Regions from separate parts of the Hordeum vulgare genome. Here regions 1 and 3 are each linked to region 2. The links are chromatin contacts, called in public Hi-C maps. All regions are on one chromosome and are shown on one strand. The core of a region is the stretch at or near the end of the contact, and the rest is flanking DNA. Distances in the headings are between cores, read along the strand shown.

The links. Hi-C and Micro-C count contacts between places; a contact is called where the count stands out from the background.
Region 1: a contact with region 2 is called in a Hi-C map of seedling, with 3 times the contacts expected there. The contact joins the promoter of LOC123427133 here to the promoter of LOC123427131 in region 2. A contact is called at or near these places in 4 of 6 Hi-C or Micro-C datasets (leaf and seedling) and 1 of 1 datasets of contacts at active chromatin or transcription factors (embryo).
Region 3: a Hi-C map of leaf shows a contact between it and region 2, with 2.7 times the contacts expected there. The contact joins the promoter of LOC123427135 here to the promoter of LOC123427131 in region 2. A contact is called at or near these places in 2 of 6 Hi-C or Micro-C datasets (leaf and seedling).

Annotation. Positions count from the first base shown.
Region 1 is chr2H:545,182,975-545,185,674 of MorexV3_pseudomolecules_assembly, forward strand. It overlaps LOC123427133 (S-adenosylmethionine decarboxylase proenzyme), which reads left to right and starts at 1,336. Exons shown (of 1, transcript XM_045111097.1): 1 at 1,336-2,700. The coding sequence starts at 1,522.
Region 2 is chr2H:545,052,786-545,055,485 of MorexV3_pseudomolecules_assembly, forward strand. LOC123427131 (O-fucosyltransferase 38) reads right to left here and starts at 1,353. Exons shown (of 12, transcript XM_045111093.1): 1 at 1,166-1,353; 2 at 412-487. The coding sequence starts at 1,336.
Region 3 is chr2H:545,211,950-545,214,670 of MorexV3_pseudomolecules_assembly, forward strand. It overlaps LOC123427135 (peroxidase 46-like), which reads right to left and starts at 1,422. Exons shown (of 4, transcript XM_045111099.1): 1 at 427-1,422. The coding sequence starts at 1,167.

The sequences.
Region 1 (2,700 bases), core at 86-2,585, 130 kb after region 2:
CTGTCAATCCCAACGCGCTGCAGAAACCGTCGGAACCACACAGAAGCACGTGAAACAAAGACCCCCTCCCCCCCCTACGCCCGGCGCACCGTGGACGTACGCTCACAGCCGCGAATCCCACCCCGTCGCGGGCCCCGCGGCGCGTCCACCCCGGCGCACGGGCCTCCGCGCGGGCCGGGTCCTTCCGTGGCGGCCACGGGAGCCCGCCTCCGCTAAGCGGGGCTATAAATAGCGGGCCGGGACGAGGGTTCCTCCCTCAGCCGCACGCTAACTCGTCGCACAAGAATTTCCTCCCACCCCCCCACCGCCTCGCCGCCGCCACCGCAGCCAGATAAGAAAAGAAGAAGAAAAGAGAGAGAAGGACTCGTCGGGAGGGCTCGAGATCTGTGTCGGGAGAGGGGGGAATTCTTGAGATCGGAACCGGAACAAGTGGGCGCGCTCGGGAAGGGGTTACCATACCAATTTTTCCCAGGAACCCGTAAGTTTCTTCGGCGAACCCGGAATGTTTTCCGTCTCTTGATTGTGCCGCGCTAGCCTGTAGATTTCTGGTTTCTAGGTCTTGGTTCTTGTGCGCTGTGGTTGTGCTCTTTTGACCAGATCATGCCCGCTAGTTTCTAGGAGAATTGATCTCTGGTAGTAGTCGTAGTTTGCATCTGGATCTGGGATGTATTATCTTAGCTATGCCTTTGTAGATTGGTTGCTCCTAGTAGTTACTATTGTTTTACTGGAAAGGCTATGATTCGGCGTTAGAATGTTTGGGGAGTTAAAGTTCAGCGTAGAACGCTTAATTTACCGTAACTTGGCATCATGGATAATTGCAGTTGGATTAGATTGTGTAGAAATAATTTTAATCTCGTATCTGCCCCCGTAGAGTCACTTAAGTTTTGCTTGGCACACAGGTTCGTGGTTGTATTTTTCAATATGATTCCTGGCCTGTTATGTTCTACCAGTATTCAGTTCCGGCTGTGACTATTAACCATGGAGTAATTGATATCGACAAGAAAATATTTGCATAGAAACGCTTTTTCTGTTATGTAACCATGAAAGTTTGCTAGAAACTTCTGTCTAACTCCTCTTTTCTCTCGTTCTGCAGTTAGTGAATGTTCTAATGGAGTCAAAGGGTGGCAAAAAGTCTAGCAGTAGTAGTTCCCTGATGTACGAAGCTCCCCTCGGCTACAGCATTGAAGACGTTCGACCAGCTGGAGGCGCAAAGAAGTTTTCTGCTGCATATTCAAACGTGAGAACGAAACACAAAGTCTAGTTACTTCTGTTCAAACAATTTATCTCCAGATTTGTTGCTAACCATGCGATTTTCTTCTCTTATACTGCAGTGCGCGAAGAAGCCATCCTGATATCGTTTTTGGCTTTCCCCTTCCCGTAGTTTAGGATTTTTATGCAATTTTATTCTGACTCTTTTCTCCCACCAATCTCTCTGGCTTGCTGCTTCACGATAATCGACCAGTTCTCTAGTCTCTCTCCCTCTGTTCCTCTCTGCTCTGCTTTCTGACTCAAACTGCAACAATGGCCGCCCCGACCTCTGCGATCGGGTTTGAGGGCTACGAGAAGCGCCTCGAGATCACCTTCAACGAGGCATCAATCTTTGCTGACCCTCATGGTCGTGGCCTGCGCGCCCTCTCTAGGGCCCAGATTGACTCTGTTCTTGATCTTGCACGGTGCACCATTGTGTCCGAGCTCTCCAACAAGGACTTTGACTCGTATGTGCTATCTGAGTCGAGCCTGTTTATCTACTCTCAGAAGATTGTGATCAAGACCTGTGGGACTACCATGCTTCTGCTCACCATTCCAAGGATTCTTGAGCTAGCTGAGGAGCTGTGCATGCCGCTTGCTGCCGTGAAGTACTCCCGTGGGATGTTCATCTTCCCCGGCGCACAGCCTGCTCCCCACAGGAGCTTCTCTGAGGAGGTTGATGTCCTGAACCGCTACTTCGGCCACCTGAAGTCTGGTGGCAATGCCTATGTGATTGGCGACCCAGCGAAGCCTGGCCAGAAGTGGCACATCTACTATGCCACTGAGCAACCCGAGCAGCCCATGGTCACCCTGGAGATGTGCATGACTGGGCTTGACAAGAAGAAGGCCTCTGTCTTCTTCAAGACTTCTGCTGATGGCCACGTCTCCTGTGCCAAGGAGATGACCAAGCTCTCTGGTATCTCCAACATCATCCCTGAGATGGAGGTGTGCGACTTCGACTTCGAGCCCTGCGGCTACTCCATGAACGCCATCAACGGATCTGCCTTCTCCACCATCCATGTGACCCCCGAGGACGGCTTCAGCTACGCGAGCTATGAGGTCCAGGGCATGGACGCCTCCGCCCTGGTCTACGGCGACATCGTCAAGAGGGTTCTCCGGTGCTTCGGCCCTTCAGAGTTCTCTGTGGCGGTCACCATCTTCGGTGGCCGCGGCCACGCCGCCACCTGGGGCAAGAAGCTCGACGCCGAGGCATACGACTGCAACAACATCGTGGAGCAGGAGCTCCCCTGCGGGGGCGTCCTCATCTACCAGAGCTTTACCGCGAATGAAGAGGTTGCTGTCTCCGCCGGGTCGCCCAGGTCCGTCTTCCACTGCTTCGAGGGCGAGAATGTGGAGAGCGGCCACCCTCTGGTCAAGGAAGGCAAGCTTGCCAACCTGCTCGCATGGCGGGCGGAGGAGGATTCTCTGGAGGAGGGCGCGGTGCTGTGCGAG
Region 2 (2,700 bases), core at 103-2,602:
ACAAAGCGCTATATCTTTGTTTACTCTAAAATTGACTCCTGGTACAGAATCCTAATTAAGCCATGTCACCATTGTAGTCATATACATTAGGTTGCTCCAATTAGACACTATTTACTCAAAAAAAAAAGAGGTTCATAAAACTGCAGCATTGTTGAGAAGACATCCTCTATGAATAAAACACATTTAAACCTACTGGACACTAAATAGTCAAGTAATACTTTCATTAGTAGACAGAAAAACCCCACCAACCCTGGTTGACGATACTAGTTTCCACCAAATTCCAGCTTCGTATCACCAGCAACAAACATTTGCGAATTTACGAATAATTAGCGCAACCCAACTTAGTAAACAGAGTAGGAATCACCACATATTTTTGAAAAGAAAAAAATGCTGCATAAGAAAAAAAATTACCAATATATCTGTGGGTTGGTGTGACACAAGCATGATAACCGTAGCCATTAGAACCCCACAGCTGCTCATTCGGCACCTGGACATCAGTTACAACTCCAGTTCAGCAACCAACAACGTACCATGACTACACACTGAGTCAATATTAGTTTCATTTAAAGAAAATAGCTGGCCAGCACACAAAGTAATTTTGGAATTCTAAGAGCTAGGTCTTCTCATTATCAAATGCGTATGTATGGTAAGTTGTTATACAAGAAGCATCCAAGAAATAGAAATTATACGGGGATACTGAGCATTACGACAGCACTGTATTTCTTAACAACGCATTCAAAGTCATCAGAAATACACTTCCCACCAGGTATTTGAGCTTTTAATTAAGAAAATAGGCAGGCATCAAACTGTATGACAATTAAATCATCCACCATTCTCAAGCTTCACTGGCTCAACACTCCCGGGATGTCAAGATAGTTTCTCTGGCAACTGCACTGCTTTCTCTTAACTACAACAGTTGGTTTTGACCAACCTTTAGTTTCAACAACAGGGAGAATAATTGAACACTTCATCCTGGTCTACTTTGCACAAAAGGCATCACGCATCACAAGAAATGAGATGAAATTACCAGCGACACATACCTAGCGAAATTTGTGCAAACAAGACCTGCATCGCATCGAAAACCGAAGCCTAACGCACAAGCTAGCGGGGGAAACAGTACAAACAGACACAAAAGTGAAGGGGGGGGGGGCATCAGGAAACTGGCCTGGTGGGGCAGGTCCGGGCGGGGCAGGTCGACGCGGGCGATCTGGCGAAGAGAGAGGACGACAAGGAGCACCGTCAATGCGACTATGAAGCACGCGCAGCGAGAGATCGGCGACCGGAGGAGCCGCCGGAGCCGGAGGGGCAGCGGAGGCGCTCCGCGGCGGCTCGCCATGGCCGGGGCTTTGGGGAGAGAGCCAGAGAGGGACAGAGAGCCCACTGCCACACACGCACATGGCTTATTGTGAGCGAGCCGTAGCTCTGTGGATCGGCCCAGTACTGTAGCTATATTTTTTTCCTTTTTTCCTTCGAGTTTCTTTGATTTTCTTTGTTTCTTCACAGGTTTTATTTGGGGTTTTTTTATTTTTCTTTCAACACATGTCTACTTTTTTCATACACATTGTACATTTTCCGTATATATCAGTAACATTTTTTATACCAATTTGCATTTTTTAAATACACGATTAACATTTGTAAAAAAATATATTTTGATTCCTTTTTTTCTCATAGACATTGTAAATTTCTGGTACACATATAAATCATTCTTTGTACATGTTTAACTTTTTTATAGATACATGATTAACATTTTTAGATACATGTTTTTGAATATGTTTTGGAATACATGTTAATCATTTGCCAACAACGCATTGAGATATATTTTTCAACTATATGTAACAAATTTTTAAACTAGGCGCACATTACTTTACAGTATATAAACTTTTTTAAATGCACAAACATGTTTTTGAAACACGTGAGCATTTTTAAACTTAATATACATTTTATTTTAATGGTACAAAGCATTTTTTAATTGCGCTAATATTGTAGTACATTGTATAGCATATTCTAAAACTGTCACGGGGTGGAGGGTTCAGTGGAGGTGGAATTTGGGGATTTTACTGCTTGTTTCTTCGGTTTGCGCCGATGTATTGGGAGGAGAGGCGGACGTGAGCCACGTTTCTAGTTTGAGGGTGGGAAAGCAAGCACGAATGAACTTTTGCTGGAATTTTTTTTTTTTTTTTGAAAACTAACTTTTGCTGGAATAGGTTGGGTTGAGATTTTGATAAATAAACGTGGCATGGATCAATTTTGTTGCAATAAGGTTGGCGAAACTTTCCTTGTTTCGAGTCATCAAGGGGATCGTCCTTTGTATCATCTTGGGTTCTTTTTGTCATGTCATTATTTTAGGCAGTTTGTCAAGATTGAAGTAATTTTGTAGTACACTGGGCAATTTGGAAGCTGAGGTCCCCGTTGAGCGGGATATATTCACATATGAGCACAGTCTGGATATAGCTAAAGATTCGTATGGTATATGGAAGAAGAATATGCAAGGAAAGACAGACTTATGAAGATGCACTTGCTCTTTCCAAGAAAATTACTAGCTTATGGACTATGTTTTTCCATATATTTTTTAGGGGAAAAGCTAGCTTTATTGATCAAAGTCCACATTTAGTGGGATACAAAATGGATCATGAGGGTGGAGCAACCAAACATGACGCCCTTGATCCAGAGGGTACGAGAACTTAGCTAGTCTATCAGCAT
Region 3 (2,721 bases), core at 172-2,671, 160 kb after region 2:
GCCTAGACCATTCCGATGAATGAATGTTTTGAACATGCATTATGTGTTATTACTAACTAAAGGACGCAGCAGGTATGAGATAACCATTCACTTTGGCCACTATGGGAAGGGGGGAAGCAAATTCTCTTACTAAAAGGGTGAAAGATCATTGTCATGCCAAATATCACAATTGCTCGAGATAGTAAGAACTGACGAGGCAATGCCCCAATGACATCACACACATGATGATTTTCTGGAAGACCAACTCGATTGATTGAGGCCTAGATCTAGAACATGGACATGTGAAATTACATCAAAACAAGAATACGAGCAATGCATTTGTTTGCATGTACTGAACTCCAATGCATGGCTGCAGTGCTAGTAAAACACATCGCCCAAATGCAAGACGAGTAAAAAATATATTACAGTATTATTGCCAATCCATACCTCTACGAAGCAGTCATGGAAGACCATCCTGAGAAGCTTGCCGGGGATGCTGGAGTCCAAGGTGGAGGCCGACCTGACGACATCGCTCACCGCCAGCTCCACGCTCGGGCAGGAGGCGGCGTAGAAGCTGGGCGACAGAGCCAATGAGGGCGTTGACGGGGAAGGGTTCGCCGGAGGCTGCGTCGGAGCCGGTGGTGGAGTCGGAGGTGCAGACGGTTTTTGTGGTGGTGGTGGTGGTGTAGTCGTCGTGGGAGGAGACGGCTTCTGAGCCGGCGCCGGGGCCACAGGTGAAGGCTTTGGTCCCGCTGGGGCCGGGGATGGAGGTGAAGGCTTTGGTGCCGTTGGCGCCGGGGGTGGAGGTGACGCTGGTGGTGGTGGGGCCTGCGCCGGCGCACGTGGAGTGGGCGGCCTTGGAACCGGTGACGCCGCGGGTGCGGCTGGAGACGATGGGTTTGGCGCCTGCGCCGGCGCGCGTGGGGCCGGCGGCTTCGGCACCGGCGAAGCCGAAGGGCCGGGTGTCTGCTTCGGCGCCGGCGACGCGGCAGGGGGAGACGATGGCTTGGGAGCCGGCACGGCCGGGGACGACGGCCTAGGAGCCGGCCGCGGCGCCGCGGGAAGAGACGGTGCCGGGTTGGGCGCCCGCGCCGGTGACGGCGACTGCGCGGAGGCGGCCGCGAGCAGCGCCGACAGGAGCAGCGCGGAGCAAGCGACGCCCCATTGCCGCCTCCGGCACCGATCCATCACGGAATGGAACCCGTGAGCCAGCTCGCTTTCCTCACGAGCCTATCACCCGGCGAGCGAGCGCGGCGGTGGGAACCAGCTAGCTGGCGAGAGCGAGAGAAAGAGAGAGAGAGCGCGCGCTAGCCGCAAGGAAACAATGGCGCTGGCTGGCCGGGAGGGAGAATCTACCAAAGCGAGCAGCGCGTCGCCACTGTTCTTGGCGCCGAGCAAAGGGGCGGTAGTGCAGCGGCTGCGTACTACCCGACGCGTAGCCCCGTTTGCTCTCTCCATCTATTAAAGCCTTTTGCCAGGCCAACGCAACGCTACACTGTGTTCGTGTACGCCAGCTTGCGACACGCCGCATGGCCATGGCGCATACATACGACCATGCTCCCCTCCGGTGCCCGCTTAATCCCGTCCCGCCGTACCACTATTACTACTGCTACAAAGCCATCATCTCGTTTCATTGAATTGTAATTTTTTGTTGATGTATCGTGTCGTTTCGTGACGGTGTCATTTAATTAAGCCGCTGGATGGACGGATGTTCTCCCGCCCCCCGCCCGCCGCGAGCCGGTGCCGGAATGAATGCTCTCACGCCACGTACGCCGCGCTGCTCGGCTCGGCTCTGCCGTTGCCGCCAGTTGCCACGCTCTCTCGCTCTCTATCCTCTCTCTCTCTCTCGGCGTCGTTTCTATCACCTTTTTACCGCATGCAATGCGTGGCCTGTTCTGCCCAGGGGGTGGGGGGTGAGCTTGGCGGGTGATTGGTGTGCCGTAGTAACTGGGGAGCTCTGGCTTCTGCCATTGATGCCGGCATTTAGTTGCGTGCCGGTGTTGGTTGGGGGAGGAGGAGGAGGTCGGCGGCAAGTGTCAAATGCCATCTGCGAATGCTGCAAGTGCATGCAGGCCCTGGGCCCCCGGGGCAGAGACTTTTTGGGCTCTCCGATTCCGGGCTTTCAAACTCGCTGCGCAGCACCAGCACGGAACGCGCGTTGTTGGATGGCCTCGTGTGTCAGCGTCTTATTATTATTATTATTACTGCTACTCCGCCGGCCGGCCAACCGCTAGCGCCGCGGGGACAGGTTTTCTTTGCCCGGCCCGGGCCTGTGGATTTTTGGCGGCCTGGAAAAACCGGTCGCGTTCACATGCCTCTGAAAGAAAGCTGTGGCCTGGTATAGTATGTTGGACTGGCGCGCGACGGCGACCGAGACGACACACGCACGAACGATTCGATGGAAGAACGTGTAGCGCTGAGCTGTTGTGCATTGTGTTATGCCATGCCATGCCATGCTGCCTGCGTGCAAGCCTGCAGGCGTTCTGATCCGGGCAAAGACGCGTGGCCGGCAAAAGCTAGCGGACAAGACGAGCGGTGAATCCTCACCTGTTCCCAGAGGGAGTGCGACGGATTTTTTCACTTTTCTAACCTATTATTTAAAATTGTGCATAAAATAAATCCGGTTTGAAAAGATTTTACAGTTTAATCTTTTTGAGACGTTATAAGCCGTGGCGTTGCAGTTCTATTATCAAACGCCACTCAAATGTGACGTTTCTTACCATCACCAAAACGCCAATCTGT